Linked DNA regions of Mus musculus: region 1 is linked to region 2. The links are chromatin contacts, called in public HiChIP or PLAC-seq maps. All regions are on one chromosome and are shown on one strand. The core of a region is the stretch at or near the end of the contact, and the rest is flanking DNA. Distances in the headings are between cores, read along the strand shown.

The links. HiChIP or PLAC-seq counts read pairs in DNA pulled down with a chosen protein or histone mark.
Region 1: a contact with region 2 is called in an H3K4me3 HiChIP or PLAC-seq map of bone marrow-derived macrophages, with 4 times the contacts expected there. The contact joins two enhancer-like sites.

Annotation. Positions count from the first base shown.
Region 1 is chr4:102,952,922-102,959,518 of GRCm38.p6, forward strand. Sgip1 (SH3-domain GRB2-like (endophilin) interacting protein 1) reads left to right here. Exons shown (of 26, transcript NM_001285852.1): 20 at 3,178-3,289. Among named protein-coding and RNA genes, the nearest start is that of Tctex1d1, 30 kb to the right of the region's middle. Within about 2 kb of position 2,825, at least 41 of the 459 cell types and tissues checked have an H3K27ac peak or open chromatin away from gene starts, as enhancers often do. A contact at or near this core is called in bone marrow-derived macrophages, where this site is marked.
Region 2 is chr4:102,495,688-102,502,093 of GRCm38.p6, forward strand. Pde4b (phosphodiesterase 4B, cAMP specific) reads left to right here. Exons shown (of 15, transcript NM_019840.2): 3 at 1,935-1,971; 4 at 2,067-2,137. Among named protein-coding and RNA genes, the nearest start is that of Gm52668, 17 kb to the right of the region's middle. Within about 2 kb of position 3,439, at least 28 of the 459 cell types and tissues checked have an H3K27ac peak or open chromatin away from gene starts, as enhancers often do. A contact at or near this core is called in bone marrow-derived macrophages, where this site is marked.

The DNA of each region.
Region 1 (6,597 bases), core at 1,575-4,074, 460 kb after region 2:
CACTTTAAAAGACCATTATCCACCTAAATCATATCACTTTACTCACAAAATTATCCTGGCTATTCAAATGTTTTGCAATTTTGAAGAATAAAATGCCCATGATATTCTCTTTATCTGTTAACATCTGTAATTCTTATCGATTTTATTTTCTTTTTAAGACGAGTCCTCGGACTGGATAGATAGCTCGGTGGGTAAAGGGCTTGGCTACATATGCTTGTGGATCTGAGTTCAATCCTCAGTGCCAAGGGCAAGCCAGGCATGGCTCTGTATGCCTCTGTGACTCCAAAACTGACGTGAGGCAGGTGGGTCCCGGGGCCTGCTACCCAGATGATTTAGTGGAAAACAGTTAGCTCCAGCTTTAGTTATAAATTCTTGTCTCAGAAGATGGAACAAAAGGGACTGAAGAAGACATGCAATGTCAACCTCTGGTCCCTACAGGCACACACAAGGGAAGTGAGTAGGCTACATTATACTGAACATGATCTAAATGTAGAGTACACACACACACACACACACACACACACACACACACACACACACCAGATAGTCTCTCATTTTCTAGGGGACTTTTCTTTTGGTTTTTCGAGACAGGGTTTCTCTGTATAGCCCTGGCTGTCCTGGAACTCACTTTGTAGACCAGGCTGGCCTCGAACTCAGAAATCTGCCTGTCTCTGCCTCCCGAGTGCTGAAATTAAAGGCGTGTGCCACCACGCTTGGCTCTAGGAAACTTTTCTAATCATCTCAGTTCCAGGAACCCCAAAGAACTCAAGAAACCGATACTGCTACTTCAGATTGTACAAATCTTGTATATATGTGTACTTTGCTCTGTGACATATGCGGAGATTTTCATATAGATTCTCAAAGGAAAATTATTTTAGTGTATGTTTTCACTTACAAATTTTCCAAGATAATTTATAAAACTCTTCATCACTGAATTTCTAACCATCCCGTTTTCTTTTCCCACACCAGCCTTTTAAAGCACTTGCTGAATTACTGTATTTGATGCAGGTGTTTTGTTTTGTTTTGTTTTATTACTACCTCACCAAAGCTCTAAGTTCCGATCACGTGGAAACATGATCTTGCTATAATGATAACAGCCTAAACCCCTTTCCACTCTGACCTACTTGTTAGTATCAGCTAGGGAACCTTGTCTTCAGGACTTGTTAATCATTCCATAAATATCCAAGTAAGCAAATGAATTGAGCAACACTATAAAATCACTTCTTCCGTTCTTATCTAATTATCTATAAATGAGTGTAGACATCACCTTTCTCGGATCTAACAATAGGTGATTCTTAAGGAAAGGTTGGTATGATCTTGGTTCTATTTCAGGAAATCTGCAATCCCGTGGCATGCACACTCCAATTGTCTGAAATTGTTTTCTTGACCCATATGGCCCTATAATTTTCCACTAGGGAAACAAAATAATATAGTCCTCAGAGCCTACATTTTGAATTCACACATACTTTAGTAGCAATCTTAAAATTTTTGCATTCCGGCTAGACAAAAACTGAGCAAGTTGTAGAAACTCTTTGAGCCTTGGTCCTGTATTAATTGGTTTTCTGTTATTGGAATAAAATGTTTAAGATCTTCAATTTAGGGACTGGAGAGGTGGCTCATCAGTTAACTATTTAATAGCAGTTAAGAACTTCCAGAGGACTTGGGTTCAATTCCCAGAACCCACTGGCATCTCACAACTGTCTGTAACCCCAGTTCCAGGATCTGACACCCTCACACAGACATACAGGCAGGCCATTGCACATTAAATAAAAATTAAAAAAAAAAACTTTTTAAAAAAGATCAACATAAAAGGAAGAAAGGTTTATTTGGGGTGACAGTTCCTTGGCCCTGGGCTGTAGGCCTGTGGTGGCACAGTGTATCCTGTCAAAAATGTGTATTGGAGGGGGCATTTTTGTCTCATAGAGGCCAGAAAGCAAAGAGTTATTCAGGAAAGAGGTAGAGTCATATCTCCTTCAATAGCATACTGTCAAAGACTTAAATTCTTTCCATGAGACCCCAATATCCTAAGGTTTCCAACATCCCCTGGAAGTGTTGCATGCTGGGAGCCATGCCTGTAATATAGTCTGCTAAGTGAGTATCATAACGCAGATAGTAAATGTGAAGAAAAGAATGCTGAGGGAGGCCTGTGCTCTCGGAAATGGTAATGCCAGTGGGGATGCTGTTGTATGAGGATGGCCATAACTACACACTGAAGTGTCGCTCCCCGGGACAAAGACCATGTTTAACTCATCTTGAGCATCCTCAGCTGAGGGACCCGAGGACTTGATACATGATACTAACAAATACTCATTAAATTGATGACCAACTACCAAGTACAAGATACTAAGAGCTGAATGAAGTAGAAAAAAGTAGGGGAGAGAGGATTGCAAAAATCCATGACGGTAAAAATACAAACTTTACAGAAAAGCAAATCTAGGTTTGGATTCTTGTTTTACTGCTTGGAAAACTGTATTATCTTGGACAACGCTCTCTAAACTTCAGCTTCCTCTCCTGTAAAATGTGACTTGCCTATCTTCCGGACTAAGGGGAAGGTGGAGTGAAGCCCTGCATGGTAGGCACTCATTGGCTCGCCTGGTGCACGGAGATACCGCTTTGGTCCGAGGCATGAGTGCCTTCTTTTGTCAATGTGTACGTTTCGGTGGCACACGCTTCAGGCAAGGAGCTTGACCTGCTGAGTCTGAGAGCAACTGAGCTTTTTAAAAGAGAAATAATGCAGAAACATAGCTCTGAGCTCTGTAACACCACGCGACCATCTCTTCCAAAGGAAGGCGTGTGAGTTTTCAATCTGAGCACGTGATTGGTGGAAGGCTCTAACGGGAAATAGGAAACTAACACTTCTCTCTTTTAACCACCTGCTGCACAAACTGTCATGCAAATACTGCCTCTTGCTTTATACAGGACGATTGTAAACCCTTGTGACTTTGTTATCTGCTTGGATTTTCTTCTGTACGTTTGTCTACAAGCCAGCCAAATATTTCCTCTTAAATACTTGTGCTCTGAGTTGAACACACAGCTACTGTTTAATCACATTCTTAGTGAGAGTCACCCCACCCTCCGATCCTTTAGTGAACTTTAATGCAGTGTATTTGTATTTTGACATATACAGTGTATTTTTACAGAAGCTGAAAATAAGTGGAAGTCTTTCGTCTCCCACAGGTTCCTCCCGGGGGCCCAGTCCCCTAACTATGGGGGCCCAGGACACCCTCCCGGTCGCAGCAGCTTTCACAGAAACTGTCAACGCCTACTTCAAAGGAGCAGATCCAAGCAAGTAAGCCTGGGATGAGGCCTGCGGTCTTCTAAAAGCCTGGTTCTATCTAGTGTGGGGGTAGGGTGGGGAGGACACTGACAGCCCTGCCTTCTGAAAAAGAGTTCTATGGATCAGATCCATAAATCTAAAAATTCTCTGAAATTATAGTGCATATCCTTTTTTTTTTTTTTCAAAGACAATCTTACTATGTAGCTGGTTGGTCTGGAGATGGCAACATAGAACAGACTGGCTTTGAACTCACAACGATCTGCCTCTGCCTCCCATGTTCTGACGTTACGTACGTACGTTACGTACGTGAGCCACATCTTATGTGTGCATTTCTTCACAGAGAGATATACGGCTCTCAGCACTCTGTTCCAATGGGAATCCTGGCTCCAAACTGTTGACAGGAATCATTAATCTACCTTGCACACCAAACACTTGCACCAGAAGTGTGCCAAGTGCATCATTAATTTAATTCTAGGCCTGAGTCCCATCAATAAACAAAAAGAAGCCTAAGTGAGCGATGAATGGCTCTTAGTTCTATCTTCACTCACAAGAACCGGGCTTTAAAAACAAGAAAAACTTACAATCTAGGACAAGCCTCGGATGTGCTCACAATTGGCATTACTAATTTTATTAAACAGTGAGAATTAAATACCATTGGAGCAACACATTTAAGTGGGAATTCACCTGGCAACGTATGGATCCATTCTCCCCTTCTGAAACATTGTTTCGAAACATCATGACTCTCCTGATCCACTCCTAGAAAGCCAATATAATTAGTAATCCAGCCCCCGAGTCATCCTACCCAGTCACTCGATCTTTCGTTCTTCCTGGGCGGCATAGCTTTTTCAACAGCAACTAGGTTTTATTCTAGATCTATAATAATACAAAGAAGCAAACACTACAAGCCTGGGGTTGATCCAGAGAGGTGGGGCATGAGAGAAAGAGAGAGAATGGGGGAGAAAGGAGAGGGGCTCATATAAGGCACATAAACACTGCCAGCTTAGGCTGACAAATACTTACTACATAGATATTAGTCCTGTAGACTCTGTTAGAACAACTTGACCAACTACCTGTTATAGGAGTTGGAAGAGTCATTGGTCGCTGACTGATGCCTTGAACACTGAGACTGATAAGAACTAAGAAAACAGAAGCATATTTATTCTTAAAAATTAATAAAATGTGGAGAGAATGTGTACTCTGTGGTGGAAATCCTGGGGGAATCACACAGCGGGTCCTCTACCTTACCTTCTTACTGGCTTTCATTTATTCACTCACTGACATATTTAGAGATGTAACTGGTGTTCTCAGCTTCTACTCTGGCCCCTCTGAAGTCCATCTCCGCACAGCACACCACTCCCTTGCTCCAAACTCTCATCTGTTCCCAGGGAAAACACTTCCCAGGGATTTCTGAGGTCCTGGGCGCTCTGTGTTCTGTTGATGAAGAGCTGCCAGCCACACCCAGTTGCCCCCTCTCTGATCTAACCTGGATTGTTCCCTCCTTCCTTGTCTATATACCTCCCTGTTCTCTCCACTTCCACCACATTAGCCTATAGCTGTTTCTCTTCTCTGCCTCATTCTGTCTCCCACTCAGTCTCTCTCTCTGCTTCACTGAAGTTTTCTCCCATGTACATGAGCAGTTTGACCCCTCACTTTGGGTTTTCAACAAATTTATCAAACAGAATTTCTTATCCAGCCAACAAACAGCAGCCCCTTCCTCTCCCTTCACCCTCCCCACCACCTCTTCCATCCCTCCCTCCCTTCCCCCACCACCTCCATACCCCTAACACCCCACACATACATTTTTCCCCCAGTTTTCCATTGTCTGTCTCTCCCTGTCCACTGGAATGGAGCCTCCAGCAGATGAATTTTGACCCCTTTCTCCATTGCTGTGTCTTCAGCATCCAAACAAGGCTGGGGATGCTCAAGTGACTAAATGATGCTAAATGACTCCCGCTGACTCCCTCATCTAAGTTCTACCAAACCATTACACTGCACTGTACCAGACCGGAAGCAATAGGTGAAGACACCTAGGGTGGAAAATAAGGTTTGTGTTATGAGATAATCCAGAGTCTGGTGAAGAAGGGGTGTAAATATGATTCGGTAGAAGACAAGACCTTAATATTTTGACTACACATTTTTTTTTAAAATCTGTCCATATATCTAACCTAGAAAAGTGTGAAGTAAGAAGGCTAAAAGATGAGGATGGTAAGGAAGGCTACAGAAAGGGTCCTTTGAACTGAGTGTTGTAAGAGGGGAAAGACTTTTCATAGTAAATAAGCCCAAGTAGGTTGATTAAGCAGCTCAAGGGTATGCACACAGAGCTTGCTCAGAGGAAGCTGTGTGCTGTTAACAGTGCAGTGCAATCGCAAGGGAGAGATGTGTTTCTCATGCCCGCCCCTTTCTTGAGACTCACACAGCGCCTCACTAGAACAGGCTGCAAATCTGGTAGCCCAGCTAGAGAATTAATTGCTGCCTATGGCAAGAGGGAAGGAAGAGCTGATTTTTTGTTCATTTTTTTGTTTTTTCGAGACGGGGTTTCTCTGTGTAGCCCTGGCTGTCCTGGAACTCACTCTGTAGACCAGGCTGGCCTCGAACTCAGAAATCCACCTGCCTCTGCCTCCCAAGTGCTGGGATTAAAGGTGTGTGCCACCATGCCCGGCTGAGCTGATTTTTTTAAGCCACATGCCACGCCACTTGGCTTGGAAATTTCTTCATTCTCTGTAAATGCTTCATTTGTAAATGCTTCATGGCTCTAGGCTTCATTCAAGAATGCATTTCTTCTTCCATTTTGCATTATTTTAAATTTTCATAATTCAGATTCACATTACACATTGATGCTCACTCACATCAAATGCTCATAGGAAAAGTTATTATGGTTAAAAATATTTTCCTAAAGAAATAAAACCATGTCAAACAATGGAATTTAGTAATCTATATTTACAATAATCTTAAATTTTCATTTAGAGAATATGGAGGATATTAAGGCAAAGCAAACTCCATACACTCTCTTCATCACCCTCTACTAACAAAGCTTTACCTGATGCTGTAGGCAAAGAAAAACATTGTTTTTTAATTCTAATTTTCCCAAAGTAGGTAGTAGAGAATGAGTTGGAATTGAGTTTGTAAAGTGAGTTTATGCTGAAATTGATACTGTGATTCTATATTCAATTTGGAAATACAAAGTGTTGTGATCATAAAAAGAGAAAGAGCTTTAAGAATATGCTCTGGCGCAGTGTGCGGGAATGTGTGCCCATGCCGAGGCATCCCTTCCCCCTGAGGGACCAGCCACACACTGGTATAGTATAGAATAGAGTTTATTT
Region 2 (6,406 bases), core at 2,189-4,688:
ATCTCCTCTTTCTCATTGCCAGTAACCCTCTCAGCGGTGCTCCCAGGGCTCTCCCTGAAGTCCTGCCCCTCAGCAACCACGACGTTTTTTATTTTATTTTTTAAAAAACACATTCTTGGCTTGTCTATCTCACCACCACCACCCCCCCCCCCCCACCCTTCACTGAACTCCCTCCCTGGCTTACCTGGTCCTGTGAAGTTAATCACAACATCATAGGCTTTCAACCTTATTCTCTACACATGCCTACAGTAAATGTTTTCCTATAGCCGCCAATGATTTTATTCACTGTTTTTCCATGTGAAACTCTCTGCCGTAACCATTTCTCTCATTAGTAGCATCTATCCTCTCTGCCTTCTTACCGAGTACACCCCTGCCTCTAAAAGCCCATCTCAGACACTACTGACTCAGCCAAGCCCTTCTTACTTCCACTAATCTAGAGTTAATCTCTCTTTTGGTATTCAGTATTTCATTCATGCTCCCACTCAGTACCCACTGTGTGTATTTCTTTCTGTGTTTGTGTGCATTTTTCGATCTCCTTCATTACGTTTTTATTTGCAAGATTGTGGCTTCTGCATAATTTGCTTTGCCAACTGGGTCATCATATGCCATCATAAAATCACAAGTATTGTGTCAAAAGCACAGATCTTGGGGAGCAAAGAGGCCCAGCTAAGTGCTAGGTAGCGGCTACTGACTTGATAGCACCTGCGATGTGCTTGCCTCACAGCTGCACGGCCAATAGTAAATGTACCAGTGCACACAGCGGCCAATCACATAAAGAATGCTTACTGCTTGCCAACACACAACAGCCAATCACATAAAGAATGCTTACTGCTTGCCAGTTCCCTTTCTGGTTCTTATCACTGTTCAAACTGGGCCTTCGAAGCGTTTCAGAGAATGCCTGACTAAAGACGAGGGTGGAGACCGCCACACTAACAAGGCACTTTGCTAAAGCCCATATCAGAGAAGGGTAGACATGGACACTCGTGCTCTTCCGCTCTGAAACCCAACGTTGCATGGTGCCTGGTACCCGGAAGGTGTTTAATTATTGCAGGGTACCCTCGCATGACCATGAAGGAAGGGCCACCTTTGCTGTGATGGTAGAGGACAGAGGAGGTAGGCCAGACAGGGAGGGGAGTTCACTGCCATCAGCTTCCATGTTGCTGATTCACGGGGTGCCAGCAAATTAACCTAATTTGGTGATGGTGGCTAATGCGGTTTCCCAAACCTTCAGCTGAGAGCTTGCTGAAGGCAGTCTTTAGCAGATTAAGGGAGCAGATGCCAGCGCACGGAAAGTGCGTTGCTGCAAACATAGTTTCACTGGTCCCAAGCGCAGACTGATGAAACAGGAGGTAGAGCGTAATTAGGTCTTTGGGACCAGATGAGTGTCAACTGTTACTGCTTAGGAGGCTCAGACTGCACATTCCCATTAAAATTTTTTTCCTTGGGTACTTTAAAAAGAAAAAGAAAAAAAGATTATATTAAAAACAAAAAGTAATGGAATTCCCAGACAGAAATCTGTATTTAAATGGTATTAAAGCTGTGGTTCAAATCAACAAAAGCCAGGAAATCCAATGTTACCCTTTATCCAGACTGTTATACCATTTTTTCCAGTGCACAGTGTGCCTATGGGCAGCCCTTTGAGTTTCCTGGCTCAGGCAAGTCAAATCCACAAGTCAGTATGAATTATAGGAATCTGGGCTTGCCATTTAGTGGGACCGCATGCCCCAAGGGCACATGCTTACTTGCCAAAGCTTTTAGACAGAATCACACAGTTAGGCTGGGAGTCACGAGCTGGGTAGTGTTTTTCTCTTTCAGGTTCATGGGCTCCTGCCTTTCTCCCAGAACAAGTAGGTCACTAACACTGATAAACTTAGTGTAACATGTGTGTCGCAGTTGATATTCATCTCTTCTGCTTCTTTCTCTCTTTTCACCAGACACGGCGATGACCTGATTGTCACTCCTTTTGCCCAGGTACGTAGGGATCATGCTCGCCTGAAATTCATCACTGGTGTGATTTTAAATACAGTCCTTTGACCCTAACCAATTCTGAAACATTCTCCTTGCAGGTTCTTGCCAGCTTGCGAAGTGTAAGAAACAACTTCACCCTGCTGACGAACCTTCATGGAGCGCCGAACAAGTAAGCCTCGTTGTTCTGCAGAATTTTAGTTCCCTCCCACAACAGCACAGAACGCTGAAGGACACTGGACTCAAACATTAGAGACCAGCCCTATAAGCTGAGTCACAACACACAACCCATCTGGAAATATACAGTCTAAGGGCCAAGAAGTTCTCTTGCGTTTCAAAGATCATCATAGCCTCAGAGGGTCATAGAACCCACGATCTTGGCAAAGGTTAGGAGAGGTTTGCAAACCCATGCATTCAACCTCTGGTTTAGAGAAGGAAATCTTGAGTGTCAGGAATCTGGCAACTAGCTTGTGGATGTACCATGGGTTAGAGAAACATTGGATCTGAGGCTTGATTCTCTTGCTTTCCAGTCAGTAGTTACCACAGCAGGATCTATATTCAGTCTTTGTTAAGTGGTCCATCCATCATTTGTTTGACTTCATCCAGATTCTGATGAGGCAGGTAATAGGAAGTGCAGGTAGAGCCTAATTGGACAATTATCCTCCTCTCACTGTCCTGTGGTTTGTTCTGCAGTAAGTCTCCTTGCAAGAGGAAGTTGCATACTGCTGTGGCATCTCTCCTATCCCGGTCTCTCCACTGTTCTGCAGGCTCTCACCAGAGAGCATTATCTTACACACTATTTGTGTGATCATGCCCATCTTTGGCTAGGGCATTGCAGGGGACCACTCTTTGGGATGAAAAGTAGATGCTTATACATTGTAGCTAAGATGCCTCACCACCCAGATTAAATTAACATGATGGAACATTGGTTGTAGTATATTTAGAAAAAAAGAAATAGTTGAGCATTCCCTATCAAAAAAATCCAAAATTCAGGCTTTTTGAACTCTGATATGATGCCAAGAATGAAGAGATCCACATCTGGCCTCGAGTGATCGCTTGCACAGAGTTGCACTATGAGATCGCCATTGGGTTATTTATGGAATGTGCACATAAAACAAATGAATTTTCTATTCAGTCTTGATTCCCTTCCCTAAGATTTCTCACCATGCAGATTAAGATATTCCAGAATCTGAGATATAAACAAAAAAGCAAATCTGAAACTTTCAACACTCAGGGACACCCAGCCAATATGTGGAACTTGGGTTTGGAGCTTTGCTTCCTATTTATTCACTTAATAATCCATCCCTTGAATATTTATTTCATACATACTATTCATCCATGCCTGCATGTACCTAATTGCACAGATACTTACTGGCCATTCACTTTATATCAAGCACTGATGATCTCATAGTGGTCCACACAGCTAAGGTCTCTGCTCCTTTGTGGCTTATGTGCTAACAGGAAGTGCCGGTGATTAATCAGTGAGCAGTCAGATCACATCTCTGTCACATGGGCTGGAGCAACTGGGACCCAGGAGTTTTCTGTCTATTCCCCTCTACACTTTCTGCCTAGACTGTCTTCTTATACCTGTCACAGTCAGATTAGCCATGTTCTGACATCTTTTAGGTTGAGTGTCATCTTTTTCAATATGCTTTTCTGATCCTGCTAAGCCTACCTGAGTGATCTCTATTTGGCCCAAAGGCATGCTAATGACCTAACACACTGTCTTTACTGGAAATTAGGAATTTCCTTACCATTGCGTGTTGTTCTCCGGGTAATTGGTTTCTGGGACTATTCATATTGGCCACACATTCAGTTCTGGAATCTGCTTAGAATCATTCTGCTTGGAAATCATATACGTGGGCAAGTTAATTATCTTTTCTGGATCTTGGTTTCCTAAACTGTAAGATAAGGTTGTATGGGGATTAAGTGAATTAATATTCAGAAAGCACTCAACTGGCATATAGCATAGTAACTGTAAGCTATTATAACTGATAATTCATCTTACTGAACCTAGAAGGGTTTTCATATCAATTATCTCAGCAATGGCCTCCACAAGCAATAGTCGTGACAGATATTATTACTTCCACTTTACAGATAAGGAGTCAAGGCTGAGATTAAATGACCTGACTATGATCAACCACACAGCTTCTAGTGAGCACCTGTTCACTCCCCCTGGGTGCAGAAAAAGTCCTTGGACAGCTTAAACGTTTATGTAGGAGCCATGTAAGAAACAGAGGACAATCAGAGAAGCTAAAGGCAAACATTAACTAAGCCAGTGTCCTTAAGAATGTAGCCCCAGGTCAGAATGTTACAGGTGGGACAAGGAAGAAATGATGAGTAGATTTCACAAGCTTCTTTAGTATAACCACATTTGAGACCAAACTGATGTGTTACACAGATCCAAGTAGACATGGGGCTGGCATGATATTTTCAATGCTATTTGTTAGCATAGGTGTGGCTGTTCCTCCTCTATCAGTAGCATTAGAGACAGCCTAACCCTGATAATTGATACATTGAAGCTGCTTCCTTAAAAATTGGGTCTTCACATCGCTGTGTGTTCTGGATTACACAAAGCTCTGGGAAACAGGTATCTTAAGACCCTAAACAAATATCGTGCACAGAATGTACCTAGAGGCATGATCACCCTCACACTGAGAACCATCTCTCAAACCAGGACGCCTTGTGTCACATTTGTCCAAGACAAGACATATTTATAAAAGGGAGTATGTCTCCAGCAGTTAGCCCTCGGCATCTGCTGATCTTCTTGCAAGTCCATATCTGTGTTTTATAGAGTTAGTCTTGCCATGTATTGTTAGACTTTTAGATTATCTTATTTCAAGATAGGGTTTCCCTCTATAGCCCCAGATGACCTGGAACTCACTAACTCACCTTGTGGCTCGGGCTGGCCTTGATCTCATGGCAATCTAGATTATAGATTTCACAAGCTTCTTTAGTATAACCATATTTGAGACCAAACTGATGTGTTACACAGATCCAAGTAGACGTGGGGTAGGCTTCTGAAGTACTTGGGAATACAGGTATGAGCTACTATCTCCAGCATGATCTCACATATCTCTATAATCAGCTTCAAAGGACAAAAACTTCAGGAAAGGCAGATCCTCTAGCACTTCTCCAATAGGGGCAGAGAGCACTTCTGTGAGGTTCTGGCTAAGACCTGAGTGGTGTTGGTTTTAAGCCACAAGTGGACCAATATGGTAGGGGTAGGTTGGAGAGCTGAGAGTCCACTGATACAGGCCACTCTACTGCTAGGTGGTCAGTGCCCACCAATAAATAAGAAAAGAAAGTGAAGATAAGATTGTCTACCAGGGGTGCACACGGCATACAGAAAGCATTCCCCCTCCCCACTACATGCATTATGTTAACAATTGGAGCTGTAAGATCCATGGAATTTAGAAGTTGCTTTCTGGGATATTTAACGTGGGTTCCAGGGTACCACTCCCTGTCTTGAATGTAGCATTTAAGCAGTAATTATGTCCTTGGCGTGGTTTTCATGAGACATCTGGCTAGTGTGGTTTATTATGTGAAAGGAACTCCCACCCAGAGCTATACTTCTCTTAGCTTACGGTTTCTTTTATCTTTTGGCTCTTTGCTCTGCATAAAGCGGTCCATTGTCTGCCCGAGCTTTGCCACCCAAAGGGTAAAAAAAAATCTTAAAATTTCTGCTAAGGTGGTTTCCTTTCCACCTTAATGAAATGAAGGACCAGGACTGTATTTCTTGGCTGCAAATAAAAACTTACACTTCCGTTGTCCCAGGAGTTAATTTTGAAAACTGTAGCTTTCATTTGGGGTTGTTAATCAGAGACATTTCCTTGAAGTACTTGATGGCTTCCAAAAGACCGGTGGTACTGTTGAGAGTACTCACCACCCAGTACCCGAAATGGCCTCTTCCATCATCCAGTAGCAATGACTGATATGTGTGACATATCAGTGGCATACAGAGGAATCACATCGTCTTTGCATTCACAATTCTTCAGAGGTATAATCTGATCAGAATGTACATATTCTTTGAAAATTAATAGCCATCTTCTTTAGTGTGTACCTGGAATGTCTTTCAGAGATTTGTATATTTTGGCATAGGATTTAAATTAGCTGAGAATCATAAAATCTTGAACACTTCAGATATGGAAAATACCTAGCCAAATTCCCTCAGAGAAAGCGAGGGAATATATGTGAGCCCCATCACACGGGACCTCACACACTGTAAATCATCAGGAAATAGTAGTTATTGCCTGCTTGCCCCAAGTGAGAAAGAAACTGAGGTTCGGTGAGCTACCAGGGGCTACGCACCTGGAAGGTGCCAGAGTCTGGATTGGGGTTAAGATTCTTGGCTTCTGCTGTAGCCCAGTTCTCTTTAAACTATACGATTCAGGCTGAAAACATTAACTACTGTGGCCACAAGCCTTCCCTGTTCCTATCA